Linked DNA regions of Sus scrofa: all the other regions are linked to region 1. A link is a contact called in public HiChIP or PLAC-seq data. All regions are on one chromosome and are shown on one strand. Each heading gives the region's core, a stretch centred on a gene start, on an enhancer-like site or on the middle of the called end of the contact. The rest is flanking DNA. Distances are from core to core; before and after follow the strand shown.

The links. HiChIP or PLAC-seq counts read pairs in DNA pulled down with a chosen protein or histone mark.
Region 2: a contact with region 1 is called in an H3K27ac HiChIP or PLAC-seq map of alveolar macrophages. The contact joins two enhancer-like sites. A contact is called at or near these places in 2 of 47 Hi-C or Micro-C datasets (embryonic fibroblasts and fetal skeletal muscle) and 2 of 2 datasets of contacts at active chromatin or transcription factors (alveolar macrophages and skeletal muscle).
Region 3: an H3K27ac HiChIP or PLAC-seq map of alveolar macrophages shows a contact between it and region 1. The contact joins the promoter of STK38 here to the enhancer-like site in region 1. A contact is called at or near these places in 2 of 5 promoter capture datasets (fetal skeletal muscle and liver), 5 of 47 Hi-C or Micro-C datasets (alveolar macrophages, blood, mesenteric adipose tissue and 2 more) and 1 of 2 datasets of contacts at active chromatin or transcription factors (alveolar macrophages).

What each region holds. Positions count from the first base shown.
Region 1 is chr7:32,082,536-32,087,293 of Sscrofa11.1, reverse strand. It overlaps LOC106504394, which reads right to left. Exons shown (of 5, transcript XR_002345689.1): 3 at 987-1,183. Among named protein-coding and RNA genes, the nearest start is that of ETV7, 25 kb to the left of the region's middle. Within about 2 kb of position 2,558, at least 4 of the 83 cell types and tissues checked have an H3K27ac peak or open chromatin away from gene starts, as enhancers often do. A contact at or near this core is called in alveolar macrophages, where this site is marked.
Region 2 is chr7:32,301,085-32,305,842 of Sscrofa11.1, reverse strand. It overlaps LOC102161912 (a long non-coding RNA gene), which reads left to right. Exons shown (of 4, transcript XR_304410.3): 4 at 1,615-4,758. Among named protein-coding and RNA genes, the nearest start is that of SRSF3, 14 kb to the right of the region's middle. Within about 2 kb of position 2,837, at least 10 of the 83 cell types and tissues checked have an H3K27ac peak or open chromatin away from gene starts, as enhancers often do. A contact at or near this core is called in alveolar macrophages, where this site is marked.
Region 3 is chr7:32,251,516-32,256,273 of Sscrofa11.1, reverse strand. STK38 (serine/threonine-protein kinase 38) reads left to right here and starts at 2,601. Exons shown (of 14, transcript XM_001929552.7): 1 at 2,601-2,927.

The DNA of each region.
Region 1 (4,758 bases), core at 1,309-3,808:
TTTTTTTTTTTTGTCTTTTTTGCTATTTCTTGGGCCGCTCCTGTGGCATATGGAGGTTCCCAGGCTAGGGGTCGAATCAGAGCTGTAGCCACTGGCCTACGCCAGAGCCACAGCAACGCAGGATCCGAGCCGCGTCCGCGACCCACAGCACAGCTCACGGCAACGCCAGATCGTTAACCCACTGAGCAAGGCCAGGGACTGAACCCGCAACCTCATGGTTCCTAGTCGGATTCGCTAACCACTGCGCCACGACGGGAACTCCAAGGCTCTTACTCTTGAAAGGAAGCTCCAGATCGAGCACTTTCCCCCCAGCTTCACTGAGATGTGACTGACATATAATGTGCAAGTTTAAGGTGTACAATGTCTAGAATTTTTTTTCTTTCTTTTCTGTCTTTTTGCCATTTCTTGGGCTGCTCCTGCGGCATATGGAGGTTCCCAGGCTAGGGGTCAAATCGGAGCTGTAGCCACCAGCCTACACCAGAGCCACAGCAACGCAGGATCTGAGCCGCGTCCGCGACCCACAGCACAGCTCGCGGCAACGCCAGATTGTTAACCCACTGAGCAAGGGCAGGGATCGAATCTGCAACCTCATGGTTCCTAGTCTGACTCGTCAACCACTGCCCCAAGACGGGAACTCCTAACATTTTAATCCTGGTGGCCCAGCCTTGTCTCAGGCTCTTAATGCAGGAAGCTCGGGCGGACACTGGTGACCCTGTGTCTTTCTTGGGTAGGATCCTAGTTGTGCTAGTCTTTCTTGGCTTCTTCCTCCCTATAATGTTACTCTACATTTTCATGTGTTCTCTTGGGAATCTTATAGAGGAATTCTCCTGTGGCTCAGCGGCTTAAGGATCTGGTGTTATCACTGCAGCAGCCTGGGTCACTGCTGTGGCGTGGTGCCATCCCTGGCCTGGAAACTTCCATATGCTGCCGTATGGGGGAAAAAAAAAAAAGCTTTATAGAGACACACAGAACACACACACACTTACAGAGCAAGCTCCTGATGCCTCCAAGCCATTTATGTCTGGTGGCGAATGTGAAAGTGGTCTGGGCTCAGGAGGAGGACTGATTGTCCAATGCTGGCATCGGGTCCCCTCAGGCACCTCCTCCATGCTGGCCTGGCCACTCAGGGTGACCGTCGAACTAAGCCCACTCCCTTTGGATGGGGAGTTTAAAGTGAGTTGCCCTGAAATCAGAATGTGAATGTTTAAGAAATATTTTAATCATGATTTTAATTTTAAAAATTCCCTAACCTAGTAAGTTAACTGTTCATATGGGGAGCTGGGGGTAGCATACAAAAGAGGAATTCCTGGAGTTTCCGTCATGGCTCAGTGGTTAATGAATCCGACTAGGAACCATGAGGTTGCAGGTTCAATCTCTGGCCTTGCTCAGTGGGTTAACGACCTGGCGTTGCCGTGAGCTGTGGTGTAGGTAGCAGACGTGGCTTGGATCTGGCATTGCTGTGGCTCTGATGTAAGCCGGTGGCTATAGCTCCAATTAGACCTCTAGCCTGGGAACCTCCATATGCTGTGGGAGTGGCCCTAGAAAAGGTAAAAAAAAAAAAAAAAAGAGGAATTCCCGTTGTGGCTCAGCAGGTTAAGCACCCAGCACAGTCTTTATGAGGATATAGGTTTGATCCCTGGCCTCACTCAGTGGGTTAAGGATCTGGTGTTGTTGTGGCTGTGATGTAGGCCGGTAGCTGCAGCTCCGATTTGACCCCTAGCCTGGGAACTTCCACATGCTGCAGGTGCAGCCCTAAAAAGAAAAAAACAACAACCAATTTTTAAATAATTAAATAAAAACCAAAGGAGAGTGGGGCCCTGCTGCCCTTGGGAAGGTCACATATCAGTGTGGGAAGCAGAAGTGGCTGATGAGCAGACTTTGTCTCCAGGGAGAGATGAATGAGAGGTGGCTGTGGGGACCAGGTAGCTCTGGTGAATTTTGCTTGGGAGGGGAGGGGCTGCGGGAGTGTCACTAAGGAGGCTCACTCAAGCTTCTGTTCTGTTTTCTCCTTCCCTTTTGGAGGGGTGAGGTCTGAGGTGAAGCAGGGTGGGGGGACTTCTGATCAAGAGGGGTCCGGGAGAAAGGCAGGGTGCAGGGGAAATGGAGGCAGGGCTGACTGCAGAGGCCCCTCCCTGAGGAAGGGCAAAGGGGTCGCAAGGATGAGGAGAAAGCCTTTGGGGGGGCCCTCCTGCCTCTGACCCATGAGAGACATAGGGGAAACTCCCAGCAGCCCCTGCACCAACTTCACGTGGCAATTGATGCTGTGGGGATAAAAAACACTGTTGGAAGCCTGTCTGGAGGGAGCTTTCAATGGAGGAGCTCAGTCCCAGGCCCTGTGCTGGGGTTTCCCTGTCATGGGAGCCTAGCTGGCCTCTGACACCAGAGTCTGGTTTGGGATGGACCTTTGATTGAAACTGCCTGCTCTTTTCTCGGAAAGGAAGAGAAACTAGAAGGGGAAAGTAAGAGGAGCAGCCAGCCCAGAATGGGGCATGTTCCCCCAGGGGCAGCTGTGCCCTGCAGTTCACCACCCAGAGCAGGAGCTGGGGCCCATTTCAGGGCTGGAGGAGGGATGAGCAGAATCCAGCACCCACACCAGATGGCGCTGTGCTGGCCCACTGAGCTCTCAGGTGTTTTTGCTTTTGCTCAAAGTGGATTCTGTGTGGTAAGCTTAACACATGAAGCTTTTCGCGGCTTCTACCAATAGATGCCAACGCCTTTGAGGATAGTAAATAATGCAGTAAGATAAGCAAATAACAAACAGTACAACAAATATAATGAAATATGCACTTCGGTAGACAAAATCTTTCAGAATCTGATACCCATGGAGCAATAACAGAGGGTTTTTTTGGGGGGGAAGGGTGTTGTAGTTTCATGGAGGCTTCAGCAGAACTGAACTCGACTGGGAAACTTTAATTCTGGGCTAAGACAATTCAGGGCCACTCCCAAATCAGCAGAATGAACAAATGAGTCTCCTCCTATATTCCTCCAGGTAGCTTCCCAGTTTGTCATCCCAGGAGTCTGGAATAAAGTTTGAGAAGGGTGTGTCTCCTCCAACTCCAGGGACATGCCTCACAACCCCTGAGTCCCATTAATAAGCCTTCCCTGTAATAGTAACCTCTCTGATGCCTGCTGGTGCCTGGCCCAGTGCAGGAACCTCCCCCCACCCAAGCTCTCACAAACCCTGCAGTCCTCACAAAACACTCAGAAACTACCTTCTGGCTTCTCTAGCTTGGGGACACTCAAGGCATCTCTCCTTGGGAGAGCCTGAAGTTTAAAATCATGTCCACCAGGTGGCGCAAAGCTCCGTGAGTTGGTGTTGGGAGCACTCTCTGCTGCCAGTATCCGTTCTGACAGAGCACGCCTGCCCTCTCCTGCTAAGACGTAAGTACTACTCTCCAGCTCAGGCGTGGTCTGTAAGTAGACTGAAAACATCTAGTGATGGGGAGCTTGCTGCCTCTTGGGACAGAGTCAGTAGCAGGAGTGGGGATGGAATTGAGGGCACCAAAAAGCTACCTGTTCACTAATGTTACCCTTCCTCTTCCAACCCACAGGACAATGGTTTATGAAATTTCTGTCTTCCCAGTCTCTTTCTTGGGACTAACTCATCTCCTTTTCTTATCACCTTATCTTTGAGTAGTTAATTAACTTTCTGAACAGAGGCCCAGATGAGACCTTCCTGGGACATAGCCCAGGGTGAGTCAAAACCCTTGCTACCCTCTCCCCACACCTGCAGCCCCTGATTAAGAATCAAAAGGACTATGGCTCCCTCAGTTCCCTAGTGGCCTCAGTGAAGTCAGCCTCCTGGGCCTTCTGTGTCCATGTCCATAAAATGAGTAAGAGCATCCTCTCCCCTGCTGACCACATTAAATTACTGAGAAACTTCAAATAAATACTTTATTCATCTATTTAAATTTTTTTTTTTTTTTGGTCTTTTTAGGGTCACACCTGAAGCATATGGAAGTTCCCAGGCCATGGTCGAATCAGAGCTGAAGCTCCTGGTCTACACCACGGCCACAGCAATGCCAGATATGAGCCTTGTCTGCAATCTACACCATAGCTCACGGCAACATCAGATCCTTAACTCACTGAGCAAGGCCAGGGATTGAATCCAGATCCTCACAGATACTAGTCGGGTTCATAACCCGCTGAGCCATGACGGGAACTCCTTAACAATTTTTTTTTTCTTTTTACAGCTGCATCTGTGGTATATGGAAGTTCCCGGGCAAGGGGTCGAATCGGAGCTGCAGCTGCCAGCCTACACCACAGCCACAGCAACAGCAGATCCAAGCAGCATCTGTGACATACACCGCATCTTGCATTAACACTGGATCCTTAACCCACTGAGCAAGGCCAGGGATGGAACCTGCATCCTCATGAATACGAGTTGGGTTCTTAACCCACTAAGCCATGATGGGAACTCCTACTTAACAAATATTTACTAAGCACCCATGATATACTAGGCACTGTTCTAGAAACTGGGGAGTACAGAGGTAACCAGGACAGGTAAGACCTGGGTGATGATAAGAGTCATGAAGGAAAACAGTCGAGTGAAGGGGCAAGGTCTTTTTTTTTTTTTTTTTTTTTTTTTTTTTTTTTAAGGGCCACACCCACAGCATATGGAGGCTCTCAGGCTAGGGGCTGAATTGGTGTAGCCTAAACCGCTGGCCTACCCCACAGTCACAGCAACGCCAGACCCAAGCTGCATCTGCGACGTACACCACAGCTCATGGCCATGCTGGATCCTTAATCCACTGATTG
Region 2 (4,758 bases), core at 1,588-4,087, 220 kb before region 1:
GTTGAAGACTTAGTTCAGATTCCTAGTTGCGGTGGTGTAAGCCAGCAGCTATAGCTCCGATTCAACCCCTAGCCTGGGAACCCCCTGTGCCACAGAAAAAAAGTTTCCATTTGCATTCACTTCTCTGTACAAACAAAGCACAGGAAAAACTGGGTTCTGAGGTTAATCTAATTGACTACAATTCATCAAAACATTACTTTTCCTACCTTTCTAAGTCAATATTATCTGCTAGAACTTACTTTTTACAGCAATATCATTTATAGTTATATAAAATCTCATTCCAAAAAAAGTTTGCCTAGTCTTCAAGTTTGAAAATCCCAAGTTCTCTAGCTGTGACTTTATACTAATGTACAATTCTAATCCCTGAATAAATTCATAGGGTCTTAAACTTGTCAGTCCACATAAACACTGTTTCCTGCCTTTGCCTTTATGCAGATGGCTTTTTCCTTTAGATAGCCAGCTTTCTATCCTGATCCCATTCTTCAGTTTAGCTCAAGTACAACCTCTTCTACACACAACACTTAACATGATGATTGTTGTACAACTAAATTCATTCAGTAAAAAAAAAAAAAAAAAGGAGTTCCCGTCGTGGCGCAGTGGTTAATGAATCCGACTAGGAACCATGAGGTTGCGGGTTCGGTCCCTGCCCTTGCTCACTGGGTTAACGATCCGGCGTTGCCGTGAGCTGTGGTGTAGGTTGCAGACGCGGCTTGGATCCTGCGTTGCTGTGGCTCTGGCGTAGGCCGGTGGCTACAGCTCCGATTCAACCCCTAGCCTGGGAATCTCCATATGCTGCGGGAGCGGCCCAAGAAATGGCAAAAAGACAAAAACATAACAAAACAAAACACTTAACGGAGTTCCCATTGTGGCTCAGTGGTTAACAAATCCTACTAGGAACCATGAGGTTGTGGGTTTGATCCCTGGTCTTGCTCAGTGGGTTAAGGATCTGGTGTTGCTGTGAGCTGTGGTGTAGGTTGCAGACGCAGCTTGGATCCTGCGTTGCTGTGGCTGCGGTGTAGGCTAGTGGCTATGGCTCTGATTCGACCCTTGCCTGGGAACCTCCATATGCCGCAGGAGTGGCCCTAGAAAAGGCAAAAAGACAAAAACAAAACAAAAGCAAAACACTTAACATGGTCTTGAACCCAAGCCTTGGCTGCAAAATGAGAAACTGCCCTCACTCAAGTGGTGAGGTTTAAGTGAGCTGGTGGTATGTATATGTAAAATACTTAGCAAAATGCTGGCACTTGAGTTCAAGAAATGCTGATTATCACTATTGCCTGTATTACTATCTTTATTGTTATAGTGGAAAAAACTTACTGGAAAAAAGTCTTTGGACATTCAATTCTGTTAAACAGGTAGTGACCTCAGGCAAAGAATTTGGCCCAGTGTTCGCAAAGCAGTATTCTTAATGGGGCACTACTGCCACCTAGTGGGTGCCTGGGAAATTGACTTTTCTTTTTTATTGATTTTTTTGGTTGTTTCAGCTGCGCCTCTTTAAGTTTCCGGGCCAGGGACTGAACTCGCATCACAGCTGTGACCAGAGCCACAGCAGTGACAACGCTGGATCTCTAACCCACTGAGCAACCAGGATTTTTTTGTTTTGTTTTTTTTCAGTGATGGTCACACTGCCGGGGAACATAACTGACTTTAGGGGAAGGGGATGAAGATACGATGCCTGGCACACAAAGAATTGCCCATGTCCACAGGACTGAACCAACTACAGGTAAACAATGCCAGACAGATCCTTAATGCTAGGCCACCAGGGAGCTCTTCATCTTGATTTTTTTAAAAATAATTAACATAAAAAATGGAGTTCCCGCTCTAGAGCAGTGGGTTAAAAATCCAACTGCAATGACTCAGGTCACGGTAGAAGTGCAGGTTCGGTACCCAGCCCCGTGTGGTGGGTTAAAGGATCCCACTTGTCACAGCTGCAACTCAGATTCAATCCCTGGCCTAGGAACTGTGTGCCACAGGCGTGGCCATTAAAAAGGGGAAAAAAAAAGATTTCATTTCAGAATAGTCAGAGATCATTACAAAATTTTCTTTACAAAAAGGGGGCCCAAGGGGTTATGAGGGTTGAGATCACTTTCCCTGTCTGAGCTTCTTCAGTAAATGAGATAACCCCAACATCAGAGCTGATGAGAAAAAGCACCACATGTGTGCTCAGAACATGGTAATTCAGTTTTAGTTCCCAGCCTGGTGTCTACCTTTTCTGTCCCATACCTTGCTCAAGGGATATCCCCAACACAAGCACCGTGAACTTAAGGAGTAAGGAAGCATTTTCTGATGAAAACAATCACATCCGGCTGCTAGGTGACACAGAAACCAGTCTAGATGATGCACTTATAAACTCTCCCACTCACCTTAGAATTATTCCAAATCTTTTGAGGAAAGGAATGGAGCATTCATCCAAGTTAACAGACTGCAGCTGCTGAAGGCAGTTCAACAGCTTAAATTTAAGTGACCACTCAAATATTCCCATTTAATTTAGACCATTTTCCCCCCCTCCAGCAACTAAGAAATGCTGCAGACTCCTAACTACAGCCACTGGTTTTGAAACCAGAGGAGGTAGGTGCTTTCATGAATCTCTGTCTGACCATAGAATTCTTAGGTGTTCACCATAACAGAGTCCATTTGGGGAAAAAGGAAAAATAGTTGGGAAAATAGTTGAAAATAGTTGAAAAAGTTAACTAAAAAAACCCCATCAAACATAAATGTTAAAAGTTCGGTGTGTACCAGTCCTTATGTAAAATGTAATACTCAGTAGTGCTGCTATCACGTTCCCCAAAGGGTTAAAACTGGGGTGATGTCAAGACCAGGAAACTGGAATAGCCATAGCAACGAGTCACGGGTTTGAAGGCTGCCCATGACTCAAGGTTAACAGTGAACAAGGACACTTGTTATCAACCCGTTCACATTAGCACAGCTTTGTCCTCCTTGACAATGACATTTTAAGTCACATTAAATTAAGCATCACTAAGCATCAGGATAAAGCCAGGTAGGCCTTTGCCAAGAAATATCTTGACTACTTAACAAGTGGTACCCTGCCCAGATGATGACGTGGATTTCAGTAGAACATAACATCTCAGAAGTGCATGCTTCAGATATGTAATAAGAGAAAAGCTAAAGGACACATGACTTCCATTTATTTCTAGCTGTATAAATACCTGCTCATTACAGTATGCCTAACTTTCTAGAAAACAAAAATTCAACACGTTACCTCAAGAAAGGAAGAAATAATTATTTCCCAGTATACATACAATTTACACTTTTTACCATGAGCATGTTTTAGAACTAGAGACAACTAAATCCTGTCATTAAGTGACAATGAAATGGTACCTTATGATTGGGTTATAAAAATGCAGAACAGAAAACAAAGGCTTTGGAGACAAGTATGTTCTCAGATCTTCCTCAGCTTACACCTTGATATACCAGTCATAAATTGAAAATATCTTAAGTTAAAAACACTATACTACACCTAACCTACCCAACATTAAGCTTAGCCTAGCTTACCTTAAATATGCTCAGAACACTTAGATTAACCTACAGCTGGGCAAAACTATCCAACAAAATGTTGAATATCTCATGTAATTTACTGAATACAGAGTGAAAAGCAGAATAGTTAGGTCCAGAAGAAGTATACTAGTTTACTCTTGTGATTGCATGGCTGCCTGGGAGCCATGCCTTAGCTTGTTGCCCCTGCCCAAGCACCAAGAGTTTTGTGCTGCCCGCCACTAGCCAAGGAAAAGATCAAAATTGAAAGTTTCTGGAGTTCCCATTGTGGCCGAGTGGGTTAAGGAGCTAACTACTATCCATGAGGATGCAGGTTTGATCTCTGACCTCACTCAGTGGGTTAAGGGTCCACACTGCCACAAAGTGCAGCATAGGTTGCAGATGTGGGTGGGATACTGCATTGCTGTGGCTGTGGTGTGTAGGCTGGCAGCTCCAATTCAATCCCCAACCTGGAACTTCCACATGCTGCAGGTGTGACCCTAAAAAAGAAAAAAAAAATTGGTTTCCAGAGTTGCTTTCACACCATTATTAGGTCAAAACAAACAAAAAAAACCCCACGAGTTGAATCATCCTAAGTCGGAAATTGTGTACTTGTTTAGCAGCATAAGGAGTGATATTAGGAACTTTTTTCTGCCCTCTTTTAATAGAGATACTCACCTTAAGTGAGTGATAAGCATTACAGAAGAAAAAGGCCCTGGACAATGTTTGGCAGACTGGTACTGAAAAACAAAATTTATCTTCCTAGAAGACATAGCTGGCCAGAGTAGGTGTGGTAGGGCAGATGAATTAAAAAAAAGAAAAAAAAAAATTTAAAACCTTCCTTACCTGACTACTCCAAGTCTTCCACCCAAGCTTCCAGCATCCTAAAAGAAGCTTACTTTAAAAGATTTTAAATCTATTTAAGATTTTTTAATCTAAGATTTTCAATCTGTTTTCAAATATTCAGTTCTTAGCCCTCTCCAAATTATCAGAGTTCACCTACACCTTATTTAAAGTAGGCAACTTTGGAGTTTCCACTGTGACCCATGACCCATGAGGATGTGGGTTTGATCTCTGGCCTTGCTCAGTGACTTGGCTCAGATCCCATGTGGCTGTGGCATAGGCCGACAACTGCAGCTCCGAATTAATTAGAACCCTTAGCCTGGGAACTTCCAAGAGTGAAACCCTATCTAAAAAAAATAAAAAAGTAGGCAACTTCTACTCCCAACCTCCCTTCTGGAAACCAATTTCATTTCAAATGGACTG
Region 3 (4,758 bases), core at 1,352-3,851, 170 kb before region 1:
AACCCTCAACTTCATGGTTCCCAGTCAGATTCATTTCCACTGCACCATAACAGGAACTCCACATTCAATGCTTTTTGATAGCGCTGATCTATCCTTGGCTTTGGTGCAGCCACTATGAAAAACAGAATGAAGATTCCTCAAAAAATTAAAAATTGAACTACCATTTGATGCATCTTCTACTCCTGGGTATTTATCTGAAGAAAAGAACACTAATTAGAAAAGACATATGCACCCCTACATTTCTGCAACATTATTTATACCTGTCTGGTCTGTGGCCCTCCGCTTGCAATATTATTTAAAACAACCAAGATATGGACACAACCTGAGTGCCCATCAATAGATAAATGGATAAAGAAGATGTGGTGTATGCATATATAGTGGAGTATTACTCAGTCATGAAAAAGAATGAAATCTTGCCATTTGTGACAACATGGATGGAAGAGGGTATTATGGTACAGTTATAGGTACAGAGATAGGTGGTTGTCAGAGGGGAGGTGAGTAGGAGGAATGGGGGAAATAGGTGAGGGAGATTAAGAGGTACAAACTTCTGGTTGCAAAATAAATGAGTCACAGTATGGAGAATATAGTCAATAACTATGTAATATCTTTGTGAGATGACTTACAATTAGACTTATATCTCTTTTTGCTTGTTTATTTTTGTTTTGGGCCACTCCCAGGGCATGCGGAAGTTCCAGGCCAGGGATCGAACTTGCACCACATCAGTGACCTCAGCTACTGCAGAAACAATGCCAGTAGCTGAGTCGCATGAGAACTCCCAGACTTATATAATTTTGAAATGTATAGAAATACTGAATCACTATTTTGTATAATAGAAACTAACACAGTGTCGTATACTTCAAAACCAGCCAAACAGACTCAGAAAAAGAATTCAGATCTGTGGTTACCAGAGTGGGGAAGGGGAAGCTAGGTGAAGGTGGTCAAAAAATACAAATTTCCAATTACAAGTACTAGAGATATAATGTACACCATGATAAATATAATTAACACTGCCATATGTTATATATGAAAGTGGTTAAGTGAGTAAATAATTTCTCATCACAAGGAAAAAATATTTTTGGGAGTTCCTGTTGTAGCTTGGCAGGTTAGGAACCTGACTTGCATTCATGAGGATGTGGTTTGATCCCTGACCTCGCTCAGTAGGTTAAGGATCTGGGTGTTGCTGTGGCTGAGGCGTAGGCCGGCAGCCAGAGCTGTGATTGGACCCCTAGCCTGGGAATTTACATATGCTGCAGGTGCAGCCCTAAAAAGCAAAAAAAAAAAAAAAAAAAAAAAAAGTATTTACATGAGGTGATGGATGTTCACTAAACTTACTGTGATAATCATTTCAAGATGTATGTAATTCAAATCATTATGCTGCCCACCTTAAACTTATAGCATGCTGTGTGTCAATCATACCTCAATAAAAATGGAAGAAGGAAAAAAAGAGTTTTGAGGATCACCTGAGATTAAGTGCTTGCCTGTGGTTTGTAAACTGAAAATGCTAATGCAAACATCTGGCACTGTTACTAAATCGTTAAGGCTGGGGAAGAATTTGACAAAGGCACTGGGGGAGAAGGGCCTCTGAGCTGAGAGAACAAAAGATGAAGTGGTTTTTGTGTGCTAGACAAAAGGAAACCGGGCTTTGAAGTCTAGAAAGATGAAAGCAGTCAAGGAAGGCCTATGTTTTTAAGACCATTAAGGAAACAAAGCCTGGGACCCCAAGCTTGAAGGATAAAACCAACACCCACGGTCTTACACAGCTACACAAGAGCGTGGGGGCAACATAATATCATAAAGCACCCTGAAGAATGACTTTCACACATGTTTCTTTCGTTGCCTAGATGACTTCTTTGAAGGCTGGCAGGGACCATGTCTTACTCATCTTGTTTCCAGAAGCCTGACACTTACTGGTCAAGAGCACTGCGCTCCACTCTCAAGGAAGGAATGACTGTCCAAAGGCTTGGGACCTCTTTAACCCAAGGGGTGGTACAGACTAAGCTGCTGGGTAGCCTTGAAAAGCAGGTTCTTCTGGGCACACTGGGATGACCTCCTGTTATCCAATGACCCCAGCCAAGTCAAGTCGCATTAATCCTTACTTTAAGAGGAGGTGGGGCCAAGCCCTCCAGAGGACCTATTTAGGACGGTCGAAACATCCAGGAGAAGCGGGGGATCACAACTACTAGAGTGATAGAATTTCATAGAACTACAGACGAGCGCGCGCACGAGCGCACACTCACACACACAGAGTGCCTGCCAAACTGGTTAAATACGAGGCAGGTTTGTAATCTAGTTAATTGCTTTGGTGTAGTTAATTGTATCCCGCCAATGTCAATTTCCTGGTTTTGATCATAGATTTTAGTTATGTAAGATGTTGAGGGCAGCTGAGTGGGTGATGGGTAAAAAGGACCTCTTTGTACTGATTTTGCAACTTCTTGTGAGAAAAATTATTTCAAAGTAAAAAGTTCAAAAAAAAAAAAAAAGACCCTTTCCCGAGCCGAGCCCCGCCCACCAGGATAAGGCCCCACACCTCACTCTTCTGAGCGCAACCCAGTCTCTCCTGCTGAATTGAGTCGGAGAGGGGCGGGGCCGCGCACGCGCAGACCGGAAAGCCCGCGCCGCGTCGCTGGGAAGTCACGCTTGCGCAGTCTGGGCCCCTGGCCGCCGCGCCAGCCTGTCTCCGCGGCTGGGGACCCGGCTGCCTCGGCCCCTCCGCTTGTCGTCTTTTCCGGCAGTTGGGGCGCTTCCTGTTGTCCTCACCGACAACCGCCCCTCGGCCCCCTACCTCAGAGCTCCTTACGCGTCCCCACCCCTCTTCTGGTCGGCTGGCTGCTGCCGCTGGGGTTTCGCCTGTCCGCACGTCGAGTCCGCTGGCTCGGCCGGCGTCTGCGGCTGTCTGCGCCCTCAGCCCTGCCTCCCCCGGGTCTCTGGTGAGTATCTTGCTGCTGTTGTCTTCAGTCTGGCTCAGGCTTCTCCCTTCATCTCTCCTCTTTCCCCGACTCTTTTTGGGGCTCTCCCCTGCCTGCTGGCGCCCTCTTTCCAGCCCTGCTCTTTCTGCCCCTCCTGACAGACAGCCCCCCCTGACAGACAGCCCCCCTCCTCCCGGCTTCCAGAGGCTCCTTGTGGGTCCTCGGCACGTTTTTCCAGCCCCGGGCTCCCCACCACTCCTTTCTCTTTAGTCGTGTGCATTTGGGGTGGGGAGCCAGGCTGTCTTCTTTCTGTGTTGCCAGCTTTGTCTGCTCACTGCCACCCGCTCAGTCTCCTCCGGGATGTCGGTCGTTAACAATTTTCACCTTTTTGGAGGGGTTGTCTAAGAACGTGAGAGGTGTTGTGTGAGGCAGCGATGTCGAAAGCCCCCACCCCACGGGACCTTTGAATCTGCCCCCTTCCCTACGGTTAGTCTTAGGGTCCCGGGCTTCAGGTCATCTGAAAACCACAAGAAACTGTAGTGGGAGATTTTTAAGAAGAGAGTGGAGAAGGCAAATCACTAAGGACTTAAAGCAAAGTCTGTGCAGAAAGACTTGGAGAAAGTGTGCAGCAGGGAAAGTGGGGAGGCCAGCGCTCCCAGGTGACTAAAAGACGGAGGAACTTGTTCTTTTGGAAAAGTGTAGAGAAAGGTTGCAGTGAAGGAGACCCTGTGCTGCTTCTCCCTTTCAGCTCTCTTTGGCTCTGAATTAGACTTAGCCAGGCAGTGGATGTGGTTTCCCTAAGCCTAAAACTACCAGCACCACAATAACAGGCTCCACTCTCCACCCAGACATTAGATAGCAGCTTCCTCATCAGAGCACAGGAGGAACAACTCTATCTGACTCTAAGAAAACCATTCCTGTCCTAACCGCGCCCCCTTTCATAGATACATGTTCTTAGCTCTTAGTAATGGGCATAAGAAATGGGCGTTTCCCTACTAAGTCTTTTATAAGGTACCTACTAAGTGCATAGCATCGTGCATGATATATATGGTGAAGGATACTAAAAGTAGTATAAGACAGAGTACTTGTCTTTCAGTGGCTTACAGTTTAGTAGAAATTAGATATGTGACTCTCAAGGAATAGTCTTAGCCCCAGTGTTGAATTGTCCAAATGAAAGTATTGGGTTGTTAGTCACAATGAATTAAAGAATTGGTGAGAAAAGGGGTACTTGTGGAGTTAACAGTCCCATTGTAGAGACAGTCAACCGTAAATCACCTGGATTGAATAAAACAAGAGTTTTCATTTGGTCTCCTTTTACTGTTTGCAGTACCTACCCCTGACTTATGAGGATCACAGTTTTTTTTGTTAAAGTTTTTAAGCTTTTTAAGAATTTCTCCCCTACTTATTAGCTATTAATTCTACGGAGTTGGAGAATGAAAGAAACAGGGCAAGGGCTTTCAGTGGTCAGGGCAGGAAGGCTTGAGTTGTCTAAAGCATGAGGAAAAGCCCTGTCTTACAACAAGTACTTGGTGGGCCCAGTAAACCTACTAATTGTTACAGAGGAAAAGTGATTGTAATTTTTGATGAAAGGTTATTGGAATTAAGCTAATCCTTTTATGAGGGGAGGAAAAGGACAGGGAGGAGGTTTTGAAGAAAGGTCAAAGGGAAGGACAGTTCATCCTTTGCTATTACATTAGAGACTGTGAAGGTTGAAAACCATTCTGCTAGAAAATTACTGGTCTGCCATATGAGCATCTTTGAGTACACTTAATCTTCTGTTGATCTTTTACAAAGTTGGGGAACATGCTAGCAACATAAATGGGTCAAAACTTTTGTTCCCCAGTTTTTATAT